Linked DNA regions of Gossypium hirsutum: region 1 is linked to region 2. The links are chromatin contacts, called in public Hi-C maps. All regions are on one chromosome and are shown on one strand. Each heading gives the region's core, a stretch centred on a gene start, on an enhancer-like site or on the middle of the called end of the contact. The rest is flanking DNA. Distances are from core to core; before and after follow the strand shown.

Region 1 (6,652 bases), core at 2,300-4,799, 150 kb before region 2:
AAGAAAAGAAGAAGAAAAAAAGACCCACAAATGGTAGAAACAGAACATGGTATGGTAAGAGAAAATATGGAAAATGGAAGGTTGAATACAGCGAAGCAGCAGATTGCTAAGGTTGTCAAGCAATGCAAGCTCATTCATATTATTATTGATTGTTATTCTTTATGTTTTCATTGTCGTAATACAAAGAGGGAGAAAAGTGGTCATACATACAGCACGAAAAGGTTGCTTCTTTCATTTTTCATTGGACAGCCTTTGCCTACTACTGGTCCCCACCAGCGGCTTTATTTATTACTAAATTTTTGTTTATATTTAACCTTGAATCTGCCCTTACAAGTGAATTTCATCTCTTTACAACAGTTAGTTTATTAAATTGGTGATTGAAAAAAACTATGGCAGTATATATCTCCTAGTTTTTGTATTGAGACAATTTGCCATCATTTCCATAGAACAAACTTTTTCCCAGGCTTTTAATGAATTGGAAGGATCAAATGTCAGTATTCAGAAGAATGATATGATTCAACGGCATGCTTGACTCTGAAACAAGTAAAGGGAAAACCCCATTGGATTCCATTGTCTAAACACATGCATTGAACTCGAGGAAAAGAGAAGGATTTGATGGATTGAATTAAAAAAAAAAATTACCCACTGAAAGCCAGAAATAAAAGACAAATGAGATAATACCATCTTATTATTCCAAGTAATCCTATCTTTGAAAAGTATCAATCATGAATGATGAAACACAACAGAAAAGAGAAAAAAATTATATAAGTTAATGGGTGAGCTATCCGAGCTCGCCGTTTTACTTGACCAATAAAATCAAATTTGAGTTCAAAGATACAAAATCAATCTTTTGAACCACTTTGCTACAAATATGAACAAGATTATCATCGGATGCTTTTTGCAGCCGAGACAAAATCATTTGTAAGGTAGAATCCAAAGCCAATATTTAGGTTCCACCTCATGCACATGCATACACGAACGAATATGATTTTCTTCTCCTAATGCTAACAACTAATTCAGACTCTCCCTACTGTCCTATACCAAACATGTATGATGAATCGGTGACTCGAATAGATAATGAACTGTAAACAGTTAGTGGAGCGAGCTTTACATCTAAAATGCCCGTTCCATGAATGAACAACAATCCCCTACTAAAATTCTTTCAGTTCCATGTCTTGTTATGCTAGGTGGTCGGGCATGAAGCATCCTTCTTTTGACTCAAATAAACTTTGTTGTATTCGTTGTTATTCAATTGTTTCCGTTTACTCTCTACCTTTGCTTCCCTTTCAAAACATCATTGATTGTATTGTGAAAGACGCTGCATCCCTCAACAGAAATTAACTTGATGTTTTCTTTTCAGTAGGTGTCCCAGAAATTTGTGAAGGACCTGACTCCGATCCCACCACCCCAGTTGTTGCTATAGTTGCAGGGGGTAGTGATTCTGTAGTCGGTGATGTTGTTTTTGCCGTCTCCGATGACGACACAGTTGTTCTTGCTGCTGTCGTAGTTGCTGTAGTCGTTGTTGCTGTTGTCACAGTTGCTGTAGTTGTAGTTGCTGCAAAATTTGTCGGCAGACTTACTGTTGAATGTTGCATTAAAGTTGTCTTGCCATAGATATTATAAACCAAGAGAGAAAGTGACTGGACTATGTAAACATTCTCCGGATATGTAAAATCCTCACCTGTGGGAGTTATTGCCGAAGGCATTGAAGACGGAAGTGATAGGATCCCCTGCTGAGGCAAATAAGGATACTGTAGCATTTGGGGATATTGGACACCAAAACCATGAGCTTGGCTATTTTGTGCATATTGAGCATAAAATGGATAAAAATTATGAAACATTCCGGGTGTCATTGATGCTCCGGCAGTGTAGTAAGGTGAGAACTGTTGACCTCCATACAAACTATAATAGTTCTGCAAAACACCATCAAATTTAGCTAATCAAAGCAATGTCAAAGAAATTGTTGTTATTTTATTTCTAATTTTCAAGCTCTGTTTATAAACACTAACCAAAGGATAATTACTGTCTTGGGAGTATCCCGTATACCTGAAAGTAACCAAGCAGGGAATGAGGATGATGAAAGGAGATAAATGAAGCAATAAAGAGTACTAAAATGCATGTTAAAATAAGAAATGCCATTGAGGCTTAACCAGTTGGGATTCATGCAGGCAATGCCATTGAATTTCATTTCTAAAATAATTGAACTCACCCATAAGCAGAGTATGGAATGGAATATTGACTATTAGGTTGTTGGATGAATGTTGATGAGGAACCATGATAAACAGGCGATGCCATCAACCCAGGTGCTGGTCTAAACCGTCCAGCTCCTGCATTTATTGACTTCATCTTAAATTAAATTGTTTCATAACTCTAGTTTTTAGATCCACTTTTCAGTTTACCAGATCGCATTGACCAATATGAAATGTTTTCCCAATATGGTAAAAAACACATCTTCAGAATGAACAAAGGAAAAAAAAAGGAGGATTTTTTGATCCTTTGAAATATCATTATCAAACAATAACTTTCCTCACCCCAAATATTGAAGTGAATATTCGCCAGGACCATTTAACATATGCATAAAGAGTTGGTATTGAGATAAGGAAATGACATTTCAACAAGAACCAATACAATTAAAAAGAAAAAGAGAGAAAGAAAACCATGTTGTGGTGGTGGACGAGTCTTCTGTGCACCCAATGAAGCAAGATTGCAGTTCGCCCTCCTTCCATCAATGGTAGGAGACGGGTTTTGACATGCTCTCATGGCTGCATCTGGATCCTTAAATGAAACCTGGAAATGGAAAATAAGGATAATCACCTTCTAATTGTCATATGGAATGAATGATATGTATATATACATATTAAGGAAAGGGATGAATAAGCTTACAAAGCCATAGCCCTTGGATCTCCCAGTATTTTTATCTGTAATAACAACAGCTTCAATAATCTCTCCAAATTGCTCAAAATAACGCTTCATGGTATCTCTTTGAGTTTCCCAAGCCAATCCACCAACAAAGATTTTCGTAAAAGTTGTGTCATTGTACTGCCCTGCTCCTGGATTGTTGCTACCACCCACCATCTGAAATTGCCTTTGTTGAGACATGTAAAAAAACACAGAATAATCTCCCAAATAAAAAAGAGAAACAGAGATGAAAGAAAATGGCTAAGAATCCCACAAAAAAAAAAAAACAAAACAAACAACTACCCCAGAAGCCAAATATAGAGTGGTTAAAAAATGGAGAATTCTTTTTTTCAAAAAAAAAAAGTGAACTTTGATATTGGAGAGTCGTTTCTATGGAAGATCACATCAGTGATTAATCAAACCCAAAAGCCTTTTTTTAAAAAAAAAAAATCCCTTTGGCCTTCTTCAAGCACTCGTGCAATCGTGTATCATGTTTTTTTGTTTTCTCGGTGTTGTTTTTTCTTTCTTTTTTGTTGTTGTTGTTCGTTGTTTTAGCTGTTGTTTTTTTTCCTAATGTTATATAACTGCCACTTTTTTTACAGCCACGATAATTTTATTTTATTGTTTGGTTAAATGGGCCTCCGAAAACATAGGAGCCCAATTTACAGTTTCTTTTTTTCCCTTTAAAACCCTTTTCCTCAAAGTCATAGAGAAAACCCTAACAACATATTGATCTCAGAGCGGCGCTGCACAGCTTGCCGATAACCCATCACTCCTATATTCATCTTTCAGGTAAATTCGTTGATTTTTTTCCATTTCTTTTCTTGTTTGTTTCTTGGGAAATTTGAATTTCCTTTCTGTTCTTTTTTCGGTATTGATGTAAATCTTTACGTTGATTGTGTTTTAATTGCTTTATTTATTTATTTATTTGGTTTAATTCTAATAGCATAAACGATGTCTTCGGTTGGCGAAGCTGCTTGCTCTTATGCTGCTTTGATTCTCTATGATGATGGCATCCCCATCACCGTATCCTTTATGCAAATAATTTAGGGTTGTATGATTTATTATTTAATTTTTTTAATTCTTTGATAGGATTATTGGAAAATAGGAATTTGATTATTGTTGTTGAGAGATTCCCAATTTGTATGGGAACATAGGTATTTTTTTTTTTTGGGGGGGGGTTCTTTAACTGTCATTAATAGGCTGAGAAGATTGCCGCGCTAGTTAAAGCTGCCAATGTCTCTGTTGAGTCTTATTGGCCAAGCTTGTTTGCTAAGCTTTTTGAGAAGTGCGACATTGAGAATCTCATAACCAATGTTGGTGCTGCTGCTGGTGGTGCTCCGGTCGCTGCAGCTGCACCTGTTGCAGCTGCTGGTGGAGGCGGTGCTGCTGCTCCTGCTCCTGCAGAGGAAAAGAAGAAGGTGGAATTAAAAATTACGAATAAATAAGTGGATGTGATATCCTTGTCTCTATTATTTCCTTGCACCATTTATACTGATATGTGATTCTTTGGCTATTTGCAGGAGGAACCAGAGGAAGAGAGTGATGATGATATGGGATTCAGTTTGTTTGATTAGGAACTCCTTTTAGTGTGTGATTCAGCCGACTACGGGTTTAGCGTATTAAGTATGACACTAACTCTTTTGAGTTTTATTGATTTTGGTATTTTTCTCTTAATTAGAAGTGTTAATTTAAATGAAGTGACACTGATGAATGCTTCCTTTTTGAATTATAAGTTTGAATTTTCTTATTTATACAAGTATATTTGACCTTTTTTTTTTTGTTTCATTCTTCATTGAGTGTTGAATGGTATTTGCTTTATTCTTTTGCAATGCATGTTTTTGTGTTGGTTTTGATTGTTGGTTCATTATGCTTATAGATGACATCTCTTGATTTGATCCAACTGAAATTATCAGTTGTTGGGAATAGCTATTTGATACGAAGAAATAAACTGTAGTGAATTTCTATATTATCTATTGTAGAGTGGAAAAGTAGGACGAGAAGAAAAAGAGTAGTAAAATGGAAGGGCAGAAAGAAAGAACCGAAAAGCTGAAAGACAATATTTTTCAAATTTTGTTTTCTTTTAATCATATGTTCATTTTGTATTTTTCTACTTTTTCAACTTTCCATCTTTACGATTTTCTTCACCAATATTTCATTCTGATTCTTTCTGGATATTCCTTTAAAAAATACATAAATTTGCTGGATATTACACGCAAAATCTTTTGATTTTAAGTGCTAATCAGAATGATTAGTTATGCAGATCATGGAACCTCTCCAGCAGTTGGATCAAAATCATTTTGGATCCAGCTTTACCCTATACCCGAAACTCGTTTATAGTATAAAAGTGACTTTTAATTGCCAATCACACCATTGATTTAGTACTAGATTGATAGGCATGAAGTTCATGTTTAGACGTTTATGTATATAAATTCCTTCAAACATTTCCATTATAGTTTAATTGGGTCGTTGCATTATGAGGTCACCACCGATGCGGGTTCATTTTGCAAAGACCACACAAAACAGACACCTGAAACAAGTAGAAGCGAAGCGTATTTATCCTGGTCCTTCCTGTAACATGGCCAATTGGGCATCAATTCTCGCAATCTACCTGAATATATGGAGCGTCAGACATCTGTAATATGTTTCAATCATGTAACCATGGAAATGAAGCTAAAAGGGAACACAAGGAAAGCACCGAACCAATGCGTTATAGAACATGAAGATTGAACGGAGATATGACCAGAAATATCTTGCATATCAAGTGTTAAGTTGGCCAATATAGAAAGTGAGGAGAATTATTGGTACCAAGTTACTATATCTCTGTTTCCAACTTGCAAGTAATCGCTGATCAGAACGCTGAAGTCATGAACCCTCTGCCAAGCTGCAGTGAAGGTTGCGATAAAATTAGATACACCGGATACAAAAACAACTAAAACGGATAATATAGATGTCACATATATACATATAAAATTGAAAGTGGTCAAATACGGTCAAGATTAATTGGACTTCAATTATTAAATAAATAAAATTATATATATTAAGGTTATCGGCTAATAAACATACAATTGTCTATATGTTTCTATTCAAGCTTTGCTGAAATCAACAGAGTAAGCTCGCAGTTGAGGGGAAAAAGAAAAAAAGTAAGTTATATAGCTTTTATACTTCAAGAATGGTCCAACTCTGAATCTGTTGGTTCCAAGGAAGGCGTCAGAGTTCCTATTATATGTATATTATGGAAGCAGCCTCTCAGTGACACAAATATAATAAAAATTTTCAGGACATTAATGAAGTGAGTATGTCGTCTCCTCCCAAAACATCTCTATATCAAAACTTGTTTAGTGAATCATCTTTCCATCCCCAGAAAACAAGTAGAGATGTCCTGTCACTGTAAGAACCAGCATCATCTGTACAAGCATGAAAGTCTATTAGCAGATTCCTTTTTATCAAGGAAGAAATAAATTCACAATAAAATCCTAAATAATCCAGTTGCTTATGTGATTAAACAAACTAAGCCATGTATGACTTGGTCACCTGAACCAGAATCCATTTTTGCTGAATCTGGCAATGCAAACGTGGAAGCTAGAAAGGAAAAGGATTCAGAATATCATCGATCTTCTATCCATGTTTAATAAGAACATCGCTCAAACTGATGGGCTTGCAAGCAATGATTACACTGAATCTATAGAAGCAGGGCCTTCAAAAAAGGACATGGGAAGCAATTCTTCTCAATTTTGGAGGTACTGCTAGAGAT
Region 2 (7,068 bases), core at 1,928-4,427:
ACATTTTAAAAAAAGAATAAATAATATGATATATACATTTATATTATTCAACATTTTAGAAAATGTCTTTACAAAGTCAAGGTAAGAGTTAAAAATTCCTCCATGGCATTAACTATTTTACAAAGTAAATTTTTAAAAATAATTTTCTATATATATATATATATATTTTAATATTATAATATTTCTAATAAATATTTCTAATTATTTATCCATAAAATTTTTCATAAAATCAAATTTAAAACATTTTTTTATTTTATATCATCACTTTTAATTTAAAAAATATTCTCTATAAATTTTATTCCAAAAAACATAATTCTAAAAAGTTTTGTAAAATTAGTAATACATTAAATACTATCTTAATAATTAATTTTTTTTTAAAATTATTATACAAAATTAAAATTTTCTCCAAAATTTATATTATGAATTTTTATTTTTTTAAATATATAAAAAAGTATTTATGGATTACTATAAAAATTATTTGTTTGTCAAGAACAAGTGTTATTGATTATTATTTTTAAATTAAAAATATATTTATATTAAATAAAATTAACTCGTACATCACACAAGAAAAAATATAACTTCAAATTAAATTTTAAGCATCGGTTATTATTAAGTCTATATAAGTTATTATAAGATATTATCTTATTATAAAATAAATTTTGGTTCTCATAGGAAAATAATATTGAAAACAAATTTTAAAAAATGATTTTATCAAATAACATAAAATATTTTATATAGAATAATTCAAACATACAAATAATTATTAGTTTTTGCAAAAAAAAAATCTATTTTTTAGAAATTATTTTGAGAAAGTTGTTTTAAGTAAAACAAATAAGATGTTATTAATGTTGTAGGCAACCAAATTTCCATTTATTATTTTGAAATTAACTAAATTACATATAGAAACAAAAGAAAGTAATTGGCAGTAGAAATATAAGCTAAAATATGTATGATTTTAAGAGGGGGCAGGGTATGGTTGACCCCTGCAAGCAAAGATTTGGACTTTTAAAATTATAATCACTAGAAAAAAGAGGCAAAGATGCAAAAGATTAGGTCTTTGTCATGCAAATGTGTTTTGCCGAAGCTGAAAAAGTGACTGGGGGGAAAACAATTGAAGCAACGGGGGCAAAGATAGTTGATAAGGATATATCATAGGATTCCATTTATTATTTATACTGTTGGAAAACAAACCCATCAAAGCTATAGCTATACATCAATCAACAGTACCACCCAACCAATCTCTCCAAACATAGTAACATGTTGACTCAGTGATCACCATTTACCACTCAAATGAAATCAACATTCTCTTCCATTCATATTTGCAATTTATAATAGTATAGTACTTAATTTTATCCCCTCTACGGTGTTAAAATTTATTCAATAATGATTCGTAATGAATTTGTATTTTAATATTATTGAATACATATTTAATTTTTGAATTTGTAAGTTATAATTCTTTTACAAAAATATTATCATAAAAATGTTAATTATAAATTAAAAGAAGTATATATTAAATTTCATAATTAAATTGGTGACTTGATTAAAGATAGCATTAACTCAATAGAGTATTTAAATAATAGTATAAATATATATTATTTAGAAATATCCCTATAATTACAACAAAAATAATTAGTATAATGCATAAAGCAAGGGATTGAGATAGAAAAAAATATAAATAGGACTCGCGTACGAATATATCCAAACATATCTTATTATCATTGTAGCAATGGCTGGATAAGTTAATAGCATGGGAATGGAATTGCCATACTGATAGAAGACGAAAGCCCATCACCCATTTCATGGGTTAGACATCATAAAATGGGCTCTCACTAATTTTAATGACCGCCGCCACGGCCCTCCTGCTTTCTCCTTACACTTTTGGGTCAGTCTCAGGGAAGTTTTGTAAAAGTTTTCAAATGGAAAAAAATAATTGCCAAACTTGTGGGGGGACCAAATTGAGTTTATATAATTTGCGATAAAATAATTAAAGAAGATTACGATAACATAGTGATGATAAGGTATAGACTGTCCAGTCCCACCACCGCACATAAAATCCAAGAAAAATATATATTGGAAATGGATTTACCATCCACCGAAAGGTTTTCAGCAGCCATTTTTAAGTTAACATCACGTGTTAAACTATTTTCATTAATTACGAGAGTTAAGTGAGATAATAATAGTTTTTTTATAATAATCAATAGTTAAGAGTTTAATTTTTATTCTTAGTATGAAACAATTTTAAAACTCGTGGTTAGTATTTACTAATTAATGAACTTATGATGCATAATATAGAAGATTAGTCATTGAACTCGTTCTAATATGTATTTTAAGACATATATCCGCTGCAATTCATGTTAAATATGACTCCTATTTTTAGTCAAATTTGAGAAATAATCTTTCAGTTAAACTCTGTTTACTTGTTTCAAGCAAACACTGATTAGTTTAGATTATTTTATTATTATTTGACCTATGAATTTAGCCTATAAATAGGCTCTTTTACAACCTTAGAAAAAAACTCTCATTAGAGATTAGAACTCATAACACATTTAGATAATTTTGTATTTACGTTTTGTGGGTTCTTTATTTTCGGGTTTTCGGGGTTTAGTTTTTATCTCTATCTTTCGTATTCTTCGTTTTTTTGCCATTATAGTAAAATTATCTTTGCCCGTGATTTTTTATCCTCTTTGGAGAGATTTTTTCATGTTAAATTTGTGTGTTCAATTTCTCAATTTATTCCGCTATTTTACTTGTTCGTTGCTTAATCGGGTCAAAATCCTAACAATTCAAAAATAATTTTGGGTCTTCAAGTTCAACCACTCACCAGGATATCTTCCACCAGTAGGTTTTGGGTTATTCTTCTTTTAAATCTGATATTTTATTTGGAGAATATCAAATGATTTTGATCCGATAAATATAAATAATTAAATTTGGTTTTATATGATATAATATCCTTATTCTCCAGTCCAATGTGAAGCAATCAAAGGCAAAGGCACATGAAAAAGTATGATATTAAATCCGAAGACCCACCGTGACTCACTTTTCGAAGCGCATGTGGATCACGCGTCTTTCAAAGAAGAAAAAGAAAATGTAGAATTATCAGTTGGTCGGCCGTCTAGTTTCTGCCACCCTACCTCCACCCAACTGTTCCAGAGCAAGCAAATTCCCCTATGAAAGTAACTTAATACATTACAATTCTATCATCCAATGAATAAAAGGAAAAACACAATTTAAGTTAGTAAGATCTCATCATCACGTGAGATTCTTTTTGGTTTTATTCGGCTCCAACCAAAATATTATTGACTTTATTCCACTTGATTAATTCTTCTACTTTTGGTGGGGGGCGGGGCAAATATATTTAAGCATATGCACGTTTAATTTGGACCACCATTATCTGACATGATGTTTCTCCCTTAAGTCTATGCATGCATTTATACAATTATTGTTCCTCTCCCATAATTGCATGGATTAAACTTGTTTCACCTTTTTTTGCTACTAATTTATTTGCAAAAGGTAAACAAAATATTGATTCCTTTCTCGGATGGTTGGATTGGACCGACATTGATGAGTCATCAAGTCAGCTGGAGAGGATAGGATAGGGATGTGTAAATGGGTTTGGGCCGTGTAATTTCTATACGATATCTGGGTCTCTGGATTTTTATCTTAATAAAGGTTTCAAAAAGAAAGGAAGAAAAATAGGGGAAGGGGTTGGTTGGGTGTAAATGCCAAGTGTGCCCGCCCATGTATTAACTAAAAATATATTTGATAAATAGAAATAAATACATATTTTCTATAATAAAAACAATATAAGTAAAATAAAGTTACATTTATATAGATTTGAATAGGAGTATTATATTTAATACTTGAAAAAGCATAAAAATTAATTTTCATTTAAAGTTTTTTTTTTAATTTTATAAAACATTTTTAGTCAAACAAATGAAAACAACTTTTTGTTGTTTTTAAATTTGCACATATTTGCACTTTTTAACTTCCAAAAATCATTTTTATATTTTGAACTAAATATGTTTTCTTTTAGTGTTTTTCATTTTCTATGAAAATGAAAATGAAATTTATTTCTTGAAACCAAATGGAGTTGTAATTTCTATTATTAGTTCTCCTTTTATGTATAAGTTGAATATTAAATCTTTATATTTTAATTTGAATATTTTTAATTTTTCAAAATTTGAAATTTCAGTTCATATTATCACATATATGGTGTTATGTCAATTTATTATTTTCACAAAATACTCGTAAAAATGTCTTGCCATTAATGGACTTAGTTGTTATGAATAAAATTGTGTTTATTGAGCAGTTGATATATAGATAGGCAAGAACCAATGAGGACATAAACTAGAAGTGGACCTATTTCGCGGTGAACAATTAATTAAGGCAACTAAAGGAAATTATAAAGAACAGGTGATTTAGCTGTCTATGGAATGTGATACATGCAAATTACTCACTGTTAACACTTCAATGTATACGAAAATATCAATGTGTAAAGGGTGTTGGGTTATGCTGGAGCATATATGATTTGAGGTCACGACGATCACATTTTGAGAGATTAGGATGGTCTAATTACGAATTTGATTGAGGAAATTAAAACCCATGGAAAGACTCAAGTTGTTCACTACTACCACCAATTATGAGCTTTTAAATACAAGTGGTTTAGTTTAGACTTTAGAGCTTTATTGGACCAGGGATGGTATACTTATAAATGCATGCTAAGGTATTAATTAATTTTATGCATCTATCTTGACTAGTGGAGTTGGCTTTTCTTTGAATGAACAAAAAACAAATGATACGGACAATAAATACAAAGAAAGAGAATCTCAGTTGATCAATGAATACTAGCTTATTCAAAACTTATATTATTTGGCCGAAGATCCAAGTTTTCTAATTATTGCAATTAATACTTTGGTTTACAGATATGATAAGCACATATCAAAGGGTTTTCAGTTTTCAAGAAAACAAAGGTTGATGGGTGGGTCATTGTCAATCAAACCATCGTATATATAGTTGAAGCATAAGCAAACAGTATAGTTATGTGTACTTCCCCTTTTGAAGATTGGAACAGGGGCTGGTTGATATACCACCAAACAAAAGCATGAATAAAATGGGAAGAGATAGAGCTAAAGGTAGCTAATGGCCAAGATGGGATGGGGTGTCTGATGATAAATAAAATAGAAAGCACTCAACGGTTTTCAGAGTGCAGCTGGGGGTGGCCCATTACACTACTACTAGTGTGAGGTTTTAGAAGACAAGAAGAGGGGCGAAAACTGGTGCCTAACCCTAACTTTTATAGTTGGATTAATTTCCCCAAACTATGAGCTAGATTTAGAATTGGTTCCAAACTTTTAATTACTCTAATCGAATCTTTAAAGTATCTATATCATATCAAATAAATTTTTTTTATGTTTTCTTGGATGTTAAATTCCTTATCTCAAATTTTCCATGGATCAAATATAAATCATTTGTAAACTATAGCATGAAAAGTTCGGACATGACATGCTAAAAACAAACCCCATAAATTTTGATGATGCCATATATATTTTTAATGTGTTGCATTAAAATTATTCATGCAATAAGTACATATGTATTTAAAATTTGTTCCACGTGTCTTAAATATGTTCCATGTTAGATCTAGCTTGCATTTAATATTTAAGTTGACATGGTTGATATGATATTGAAGTATTGTTACTTTGAGTTTTTAATTAGAACATTTTGAAATTTGAGGATTCATTTAAAAATCTAAACCATATTGAAGGCATCCCATACAATTGACCATTTATAATTAAACAAAACAGTATTTGTGAATAATAACATAACATCTCATCATTTAATAAAATAAAAAAACAGTGAATAACTTATAAATAAGTACTAGCAACTTTATTTAAACATGATTAAGTAATTAGTTATAAATAATGCTAAAACCCTAAGCTCGAGACGCGAAATCTTAGACCTTGGACCTTAAACTCTTAAACCCAAAATCTTAAGTTCGAGAGTTATTAATATTTATTTATAATAGTTAAGATTAATGTTTAATTATGCTTAAAATAAAATTATTAGTATTTATTTACAAGTCTTACATATTTTTATTTAATTTAATGATTACATATCATATTATTATTCAATAATTTATGCATTAAATATTATTCCTGTATATGTATGGTGATGCTAGCTAGAGAATGCAACTCCCGGGGGTGTGTGCTGTGGGATTAAAAAGGAATTATATGGGAATCCTTGCTACAGTTGAAGTTCCTTTTTTTCAGCAACGTGATTGAATATTTGTGCTGCATCCTTTAGGCCTAACACAAGGGCCTACTGTTTGAGACACTTCGCAGTATTCATTAAAATAATTAATCTCTCTACACTGTAGCAGCATAGCTTTATATGAAATTTTGTGTATGGTAATCTTATAGCTTACTTTAGTTTTCCCTCCACTCCTCCCTAGAGTCTGGGGCATGACAGTTGTTGCAATTATATATCGTCAAATCCTCAATGAAATGGGATAACACTAGTTGATGGAGACCCATCGATTTTGGTGCTTTTCTATGCGGCTGCTTAACAAACATATATGATAACATATGATACCTGGTTTTGTGGATAAAATTTTAATTGGGGGAAATAGGGACTAATGAAAATCTAAAGACGGGTATCTCACCAAACATCATAAGCCAACCCAACAGCATGGAGCAATCATGTACGAACATGATATACTCAATAGAAACTATGTTAATGGGTACTAAATGAAGATAGCTAGTTAACCCCGGCTTTTTCTTTTTGAGTGGAATTATTAAAAATACAAAATAAAATATCTCAGCTACCTAGGGCGAGTGCTGTTGAGTTCTTGAACTAAAAGAAGCGACAAGAAAATGATGGTCTAGATGCCACACAATGATATATGAACATGATATAGTAAAAATAAGTAATATATATATATATAAACAGATTATTGAAACATTAAAAGAAACAATACAATACATAACTTATCATGTCTTGTCTCTCTACAATGAAATAAAAGAGGGAGAAGGAAGGGGACAAAAAGCCAGCAAAAGAAATATGAAATAAGAT

The links. A called contact is a pair of places that touch in the nucleus more often than the background predicts.
Region 1: a Hi-C map of leaf shows a contact between it and region 2, with 1.8 times the contacts expected there. The contact joins the promoter of LOC107953005 here to the enhancer-like site in region 2. A contact is called at or near these places in 2 of 34 Hi-C or Micro-C datasets (both in leaf).

What each region holds. Positions count from the first base shown.
Region 1 is chrA07:29,135,285-29,141,936 of Gossypium_hirsutum_v2.1, reverse strand. It overlaps LOC107953005 (60S acidic ribosomal protein P1), which reads left to right and starts at 3,549. Exons shown (of 4, transcript XM_016888231.2): 1 at 3,549-3,690; 2 at 3,845-3,924; 3 at 4,101-4,319; 4 at 4,422-4,648. The coding sequence starts at 3,853. The coding sequence ends at 4,475. It overlaps LOC107953004 (RNA-binding protein 24-B), which reads right to left and starts at 3,484. Exons shown (of 6, transcript XM_016888229.2): 1 at 2,884-3,484; 2 at 2,658-2,787; 3 at 2,210-2,327; 4 at 2,010-2,046; 5 at 1,682-1,913; 6 at 671-1,555. The coding sequence starts at 3,099. The coding sequence ends at 1,338.
Region 2 is chrA07:28,979,785-28,986,852 of Gossypium_hirsutum_v2.1, reverse strand. No RefSeq gene overlaps it. Among protein-coding and RNA genes, the nearest start is that of LOC121204429, 17 kb to the right of the region's middle. Within about 2 kb of position 3,177, at least 3 of the 9 cell types and tissues checked have an H3K27ac peak or open chromatin away from gene starts, as enhancers often do. A contact at or near this core is called in leaf, where this site is marked.